2 separate regions of the Zea mays genome follow, and region 1 is linked to region 2. The links are chromatin contacts, called in public Hi-C maps. All regions are on one chromosome and are shown on one strand. The core of a region is the stretch at or near the end of the contact, and the rest is flanking DNA. Distances in the headings are between cores, read along the strand shown.

What was found. Hi-C and Micro-C count contacts between places; a contact is called where the count stands out from the background.
Region 1: a contact with region 2 is called in a Hi-C map of leaf, with 10 times the contacts expected there. The contact joins the promoter of LOC100282992 here to the promoter of LOC107275244 in region 2. A contact is called at or near these places in 3 of 25 Hi-C or Micro-C datasets (ear, leaf and tassel).

Annotation. Positions count from the first base shown.
Region 1 is chr1:111,713,295-111,717,605 of Zm-B73-REFERENCE-NAM-5.0, forward strand. It overlaps LOC100282992 (Inositol-tetrakisphosphate 1-kinase 3), which reads right to left and starts at 2,638. Exons shown (of 10, transcript NM_001155896.2): 1 at 2,210-2,638; 2 at 398-479; 3 at 189-221. The coding sequence starts at 2,382.
Region 2 is chr1:111,255,616-111,259,941 of Zm-B73-REFERENCE-NAM-5.0, forward strand. It overlaps LOC107275244 (Homeobox-leucine zipper protein HAT3), which reads right to left and starts at 2,108. Exons shown (of 3, transcript NM_001320548.1): 1 at 1,550-2,108; 2 at 1,359-1,438; 3 at 284-1,130. The coding sequence starts at 1,933. The coding sequence ends at 806.

The sequences.
Region 1 (4,311 bases), core at 1,388-3,887, 460 kb after region 2:
GACAATGTTGCAATCATGCTTTTAACTGCAGTAAGTCTCACAATGTTGCAATCATGCCTAAATGCATGTTGCAAATAGAAACAACTACACGAAAAACATAATAGTAGCTACACATGATGCACACCCTGAGGTGCACACAATTATACATGGCACAAAAGAAGGGTTCCGCTTTGGTGCTCAGAGCCTACCTCCAAAACTTGCTGCCACTCCTTACTAGTAAGCTGACAAAAAGAAAGCATGAAATTCAGTCAAAGCAAACAAAATCAGCATGGGATTACAAATGCAGAGAAGTGCATCTGGATGTTCAAAAGAACCTATGGAAAAATAAAGGATACCCAAAACTTCAATATCCAAGATTTAATTTGATGAACATCAAGAGAAAGACATAGGGACGGACCTTGTGCAAAATGATGTCAAATGGACCTTGTTCAGAGAGGGGGCAAGTCTCATCAATTGATACGAAATGAATGCCTTTCTTCCTAAACAAATCCAGTTTTACAAAAGGCTCATCAAACGGTATAAAACCAAGGCAGGTAACAGTATAATGGTCATATTAACAAGCATGGACTAGCAGGATCATCTAAGAGCAACAACTGAAAAAATATTAAGGCCCCGTTCGGTTACTAGGGATTGAAGCTCAGGATTGATTTCTAGCCGGATTACTTCTCTAATTTATATAGATTTCGATGAGTTGGAATGAATCCGGGTCTGTTCCGGTAGAAGCGAACAGGCCCTAAGGCAGCTTCAACACCTCAATATAATAAATAAATAAATAAATAAATATTTGTGAAACTAAAGTAGCAAGGGTAATCACATCTGGGAGACAAAATTTAAGATTTCCTGAGTTACATAGGCTCTACTTGATTTTGAACAAGGACGCGAAGAAATAATATATAAACCTATCCAAAGCAAACTTAAGGTTGACTGACAAAATAATATAGCCTGTTATTGTATGATCTTATATCCCTGTAGCAACTTAAAGCCACATATTATCGAAGTTTCATCATAAGCTTTGTTGATTCAGAAACTTCATGTTCTTCCAATATAACAAAAAATAATGACCTAAGTGAATCACGAATATATGTTATCTGGTGTAAATATATGACTAATATTCTCCAACTACACAATACACACACTAATGATAACAATTTAATTCGCTGGAAGCCAACAGGTACACCGTAAGCATCAAACATTTCCTATTTTCATGTACCTGAGACTTGTAATAAACAAATCTATAACAATAAATATAGTTGATTCAGAAGTCAAATGCTTGAAAGACTTATTGAAACACGCAAAATCTATACAAACTATGCTTCAAAAGAAATATGAAATAATTCTCTTGTCGCAGAGAAAACAAAAATGTCCCTGTTCCAATTATTTCATTTCCTTTTTCCACCATCTTTTATCGATGTGAGCATGTGCCAAGCCTTGGTCAAGTCATAATATCCACATTGTACTATAATTTGAGGTGACTCTTAATTCAAAAAAGTTTTACTCTTTGCCAAATAGTCTGGCAGATTATTTTGGTCATCTGGTCATTTTAAACACATATCCAAGACATGTGATGTAGTTATCCATAAGAATATTCCAACATGAGAGTCCAAGATGCCATCCAAATGAAATTTGCATGTAAAAATAGATGGATACTAAAAGTTTGAACTAGAATTAACATTTGACAAACAAGCCTCCCAGACTGCTTCCAAAACACTAGTAAAATAATATACGCCCCCCAGTCCATAGCTATAAAACTCATGCAGAAGCCACTAGGGCCTAGGCATCCACTTAACTACTTAAGTGTTATGATATCGACATTCCTTGTCCACAGAGAAAATGCAGTCAATTCCATTCCATCCAAAACAATAGAAACCAAATCAATTAACAATAAAATCAGCTCCTGCAATTCCTACTCTACTGAATCAAAAAAAAAACTTCCCTTTAGAGAATTTGTCCAAGAAGGGTAACAGCATAATCTGGTCAGAATGCAGATTGAACATTTAATAAATGCCCCCACTCATCCCAAGTTTTAATCCACTAACCATCATTTCCATTTCGTTCGCGTTGGTCCATAAAAATTAAATGAAACAGAAATCATATCCCTTTCAGTCAACCAAATCAGCCATCACAGTCCACAGCACACGCCTCTTCTCCTAGGAGAACCACACAAAAGATTCCAGCGTTGACGCTGGGGATCAGCAGGTCTATTCTTTACCTGGCCAGCGCGAGCAGCTTGGGCTGCAGGAAGCTCTTGACTTTCTTCTTGGTGAGGGCGTACCCCACCACCAGCGGCTGCACCACGGAGGCGGGAGGCGGCGAGGAGGGCACCGTTTCCCCAACCACAGCCACGGCCGCCTCATCGTCCGACACCTCGCCGTGCACCCTCATCCCCGCAAACCCTAACCCCGTCGAGGAATGGCAATGAAACCGTCCACAAGGAAAAATACTTCAAAAAATCGGAGAAATCCAGAAAAAAATCGGAAGCGATCGGGGCATCTAGAAATTCGCGGACAGGGACGGTTCAAGGTGGAAGATTTTAGGAGAAGAGAAGATGATTTTTTTCGCAGCCTTTTTTTCTTTTTTGGAGCTTTAATGGCGAGGCGAGTGTGAAGAGAGAGAAAGGGACGAAGGGGAGTCTAGAGAAGAAGGAGAGGGAGAGCGGGAGGGTATTTGTAGACGTAAAGGGACCATGAGCACGGCCCACGTGGCTGCTGCTCGGATCCTCTACGGCTGCGCAAACCTTTATAGCTTTCTCTTGAAAATTAGCTCACAAAAATCATCATATTATCCTTATGCGTATACATGCGCGACTTAGGGGTGTTTAATTTCTCTAGCTAAAATTTAGTTCGTGTCATATTAAATATTTAAATATTAATTAGGTGTATAAAATATAAATTTTATTAAGTTTAATAAATTCATATTATCTTTTGGTCTTCATTTGTGTAATTAGTTTTATAATCAGACTATATTTATACCTGTAATTATCATCCAAATATTCGACGTGACAGGAGCTAAACTTAAGTTTGAGGTGAGAGTGTTTGGTTTTAGGTACTGTTGACATCTTTTCGGGCGCCATTCACTATAATGAGAACCGGCGGCGGTGCTCTATGCACAGGCGCGGACGGTCCGCGGCCAGGGGCCAGACTGTCCGCGACCTAGCGCAGGGCTTGGGTTTCCTGTCTGACGTGCCGGAGGGTCCGCGCGTGCGCAGGGGCGGCGGAGTTCACTGCCGGAGGGACCCCGTCGGGGAGGACAGATCCTAGGTGTTGTTTAGGCTCGGCAGACCGACCTAGACTCATCTGATCGACGTAGAGGCTAAGAGAAGCGGAGAATTTGAGGATTGGAAGACTAAACTAGAACTAGACTAGAACTACTTCTAAGTGTACGATAAAATGCGAATTGTATTGATTATTGATTTGATTGTTGATCATTAATCGGTCGTATTCCTCTGTATTTATAGAGGAGGGGGCTAGACCCGTTACAAACAAATTCCCCGAGCTAATTCCGTGAATCTAGCCAACAGCTGTAGCAAGAAACTCGGAACCCTAATTGGCTCTAAGCGCGCATGGGCCGTCCAGCCTCAGGGTCGGACCGTCCGGTCGCTCAATTTGGTGCTCAACATATGCCCCCTGCCTTTTCGAGGAGCTAGGCGAACCAAAAGCAACTAACCTGATGTGATCACATCGGCTTTCTTAGGCATCTTGCCACCTACTAGGATGGTACGCAAGGGTCTTGGTCACGATGGTTAACCCAACGGACGTGACTTGTTTAGCTTTGATCGAACTGTCAGTCCAACACCGTCGAGCGTTGTACTGGTCCTGACCAATTTGTCATCTTGCTTTCCTAATTTTCTAAGTGTTATGGCGTAGCTCCATAGTCGACCAGGTCTTCTCCTTGCAGGTCGTCTTCCTCCATGGGTGTCGGTACGTCGTTGGAGGTGTCCTGGTGTAGTGCGGACGGTCCGACCTTAGAGGTTGAACGGTCTGTGCCTTGTACGGGTGGTCCGGCCTTTATAGCCGGATTGTCTGCCATACCTGCAGAGAGCTGCATAGATGTTCTTTTATTTTCTGTCTTTGTGGTCGTTTGCTTTTCCTCAATGGCCTTTGGTCTCCATCTCTTTTGCGGTGGTGGATACTGCGGATGTGTGTCATTTAATATTTTTTCTGCCTCCTTTTCCTGATTCTCCTTTGCTCTGAGGCGCTGTAATTTTCGCTTTTGCGATCGTGTCAATCCCGATGGGCACCATCGGGGCATGGAGTATTTTGGATCGACTGTTTTGTTGACAGCCGCATCTTCTTTTTTGTTTTTGTTAGCCAA
Region 2 (4,326 bases), core at 858-3,357:
TTTCTATTGCATTCCTGTACAAACGAACAAGCTCGTTTTCTGGTATATATATCGTTCCTGAATATCTGAAACGGAAATATATTACTATTATTCTACTGTTTTCCCTCATCATATAACATGTAAGGACTATATATATAAACTTCTATTTGTGTTTGTCAAGTCCTCGATGTCGACTTTTTTCGCGGCTAGGAAACAGGAAATGGATTACAAAATGCAAAATGCCAGTTCTTGTCCCTTCATCAGGGAGCTTCCTTGCCCACAAAGATATATATGCAAAACTTCTGAAGACAAATCAATATAGTATTTAATTGTTGAAACAGATCCGTCATGTGGCATGTGCATATATACATGGATCCACATCCAAATAAACTGGGATGTGTATGTGGTGTCATGCTGTCATCATTACTATTCCCTGACTGACAGTTAACTAATACAAGAGGAAATCCATCAGGAACACCTACTAATTAAAGCTACAGCTACAGCACCAGCAGTGGGCACTATACTAAGCAGAAGCAACACCAAATTAAACAAGACATATATCTCTTGTTTTTGCTACTAGAATCATATGCATGCGTGGTGCTCCATCGTCCTCACGCGACGCCGCTATCAATTCATTAATTAGCTTGTGAAAAAACAAAGCTAATGAATTAAGGGGGGAGGGGACAGGAATATATGCCATCTAGTGAACCAATTACTATCTAGCTAGTAGATGACCATCGATGAATGATAGAGCGTGGCTAGCGCTAAAGAAAAATACGTATATATGTATGTGTGCGCATGCATGTATATACATATGTATGCGTGTTCAGCAGGCGGCAGAATTGGTGAAAGGGCTGAACACGTGTGGCGCTCGGCCGCCGGGGCCGCCCGCCTTAGGCTTATTATCTGCACCGGCGGTGGTTGCGGCGGCGGCAGATGCTCCGGTGGCAACAAGGCGCTGGCAGGAGGGGCAGATGGAGAGCGCAGCGGCAGCGGCGGTGGGCATGAAAAAGGCAGCCGGGTGGGGGTGCGGGTGGCTGAGGGCGCGGAGCTGCTGGAGCTCGCGGTGGAGACGCCGGTTCTCCTCTGTTAACGTCTCGCAGCAGCGCTTGAGAATCTCGCAGTCCACTTCTGTCTGCTTCAGCTTGGTTCTGCATGGAGAACACATCAGGATAGTTTTTATATATATATCCAATAGATCATATAGTACGTACTTAAGATAATTCGTTGTTAAAAAGTAATTATATATGTGTTTAATTTCTGAATGATTTTTTAGGAATAGATATTAAGAATAATTGGGGACGAAGAATATATGATGGAACGAAAAAAAACTGAAAGGAGATATGGATTTTGAGGTGAATATATGAGTGATGACTAACCTGGCTCTTCTGTTTTGGAACCAAACCTCCACTTGCCTTGGGCTCAGGTTCAGTTGTCTGGCCAAAGCAGCCTTCTGCTTCTGCTCAGATGCGTTATGCACAAGCACAACACGAGCCAAAAAAAATGACATCAGAAGCGCTAATTAAACCTAATAATATGTTCTACTTCTGCCTAGCAGGACAGGACTTACAGGGTTGAGGGTGCTGTGCTCCTTGAAGTGGTCCTCCAGCAGCGCCGACTGCTCCTTGGACAGCCTCAGCTTCTTCCGGCTGCTGTTGCACCCTTCGTCGTCGTCGGCAGTAACCACCGCCGACGACGCCACTGAGTAGACAAGTACCCTGCCGGTGGCCTCGTCGTCGTTCCCCTCCATCGTCTGCAGCTCCCTCTTCACGGCAGCGAACCTCCTCACCGGTGCGGTCGGGCCATCATCCTTGGTCGCCGGGCCGCTGAGCGACAGAGAAGGCTCCAACAACGCCGCACACGGATGCGACGGATGTTGGGGCTTGAGCTCCTGGTGGTGGTGGCCGGAGCCGAGGGAGAGGCCCAGGGCGAGGCCAACCTCTTCTTGCTCCATACACAGTTTCTTCTGATCTTGCGTAGGAGATAGTTTAATTTCTTGCTGAAGTAGTTTGCCTATGGTGTCCCTAGCTGCTTCTGCTCGTCTGAGTATGTGTAGAGAGAGAAAGGAGATAGAGAGAATGGTCCAGGAAGGAGAGAGAGAGAAGGAGAAGCTAGAGGAGGAGAGGGGGAGAGAGATGAGGAGGATGGACACCCATACATATAGAGGGGGTGGCAACAGACAGCAGGATGTCCACTTGAGCCCAAACAGGCAATCCAAAACACAATAATGCACTTCACACTTGCAAAGGTTGACAAAAATGAAAAGGTAGGAATTGAATTGTACATATTATTCTACGTGTACGACCAACACCCTTTTTCCCATTCTCATATGTATAAGCAAAAATAATCCCCACACAAATATTCATTGCAAAATATTGTATTAATTTTTTTACATGGAAGGCTTGAGAGCACCTAGAGGGGGGTGAATAGATGATCCTGTAAAAACTTGAAACTTAAAGTCACAAACTTGATTAAGTGTTAGACCAATAAAGCCAAGTGGCTAGAGAGGAGTTCTTGCAAAACATGATAACCACAAAGAAATCAACACAGATAGACACAATGGTTTATCCCGTGGTTCGGCCAAGTCCAACACTTGCCTAGTCCACGTTGTGGCGTCCCAATGGACGAGGGTTGCACTCAACCCCTTTCAAGTGATCCAAAGATCCACTTGAATACTAGGGTGTTCTTCTTTCTTTACTCTTTCCCGTTTGCGAGAAATCTCCACAACTTGGAGTCTCTCGCCCTTACAATAAGGATCAAAGTGAAAGAACTAGAGTAAGGGAGGTAAGCAACACACACAAATCCACAGCAATACTCACACACACATCCAAGACTTAAGCTCAAATGAATAACACAAGGTTCACCACTAGAACGGAGCTCAAATCACTAAGAATGCCAATCGAGTGCGCAAAGACAGAGTGTGAATGATCAAGAATGCTTGGTGTCCTCCTCCATGCGCCTAGGGGTCCCTTTTATAGCCCCAAGGCAGCTAGGAGCCGTTGAAAGCAATCCAGGAAGGAAATTCTTGTCTTCTGTCGGGTGGCACACCGGACAGTCCGGTGCACCACCGGACAAGCACTGTTCACTGTCCGGTGCAGATCGCCTTCCAAAATAGGTGCAACCGACCGTTGAAGATTCAGAGCCGTTGGCGCACCGGACACTGTCCGGTGCACACCGGACAATCCGGTGCCCCCATCCGACCGTTGGCCCGGCCACGCGTCACGCGTGGATTGTGCGGCCGACTGTTGGCTCGACCGACCGTTGGCTCACCGGACAGTCCGGTGCACCACCGGACAGTCCGGTGATTTTTAGCCGTACACCGCCGACGAAATCCCGAGAGTGGCCAGTTTGACCAAAGCCAGCCTGGCGCACCGGACACTGTCCGGTGCACCACCGGACAGTCCGGTGCACCTAGACTGAGCAGAGTCTTGGCTGCTTTAGCCAAGTCATTTTCTTTTTGTCTTTTCTCTGATTCTAGCACTTAGACAAATATGTTAGTACACAAAAACCAATATACTAAGTCTAGAATCATACCTTTGTGTTGATTCGCACTTCATCCACCATTTGGCACTGTTTAACACTTAAACATTTGTGTTGGCACTTAATCACCAAAATACTTAGAAATGGCCCAAGGGCACATTTCCCTTTCAATCTCCCCCTTTTTGGTGATTTATGCCAACACAACAAAAAGCAACACATAGAAGTGCAACATCAATGCAAATAAGAAGAAGAATTGTTTTTGATTCAAATTTGGCATATTAGGATCATTCTTTGCCACCACTTGGTTTGTTTTTGCAAATCAACTTCAATTTCCTATCTCTAAGTCAAACCCACTTGTTGAGACATAAAGAGAGGTATTCCAAGAGAAATTGATCAAGAATTCAAAAATTCCCCCTTTTTCCATAATCAACCATTCTCCCACAAGAGACCAACTTTTGACAATAAGAGACAATAAGAGTATTTTGACAAAACCAAAACTCTAACTCTACTATTTTCAAAATTCTCAAGTGGTAGCTGATCCATTGCTTGCTTTGGCCTTAATTTCTCCCCCTTTGGCATTAAGCACCAAAACGGGATCATTATTGGCCCTTTAACCCCATTGCCTCACCAAAATCTTCAATTAAGAGTAAAAAGGCAAAAAGAGCATGGAGATGAACTTGGAGTAAGTTACCCTCTCATCGGAGTGCAGTGGAAATCTTGCATGGTCCAAGTCCACATTTCCCTTTCAATCCACTTTTGAGACTAAAACAAGTAAACTCAAACACAAGGTTAGTCTCAAAGTGTCAAGTTGTGGCATGCCTCCTCGTAAATAAGTGCATCACTTGCACATGGACTTGTGAGGTCCGG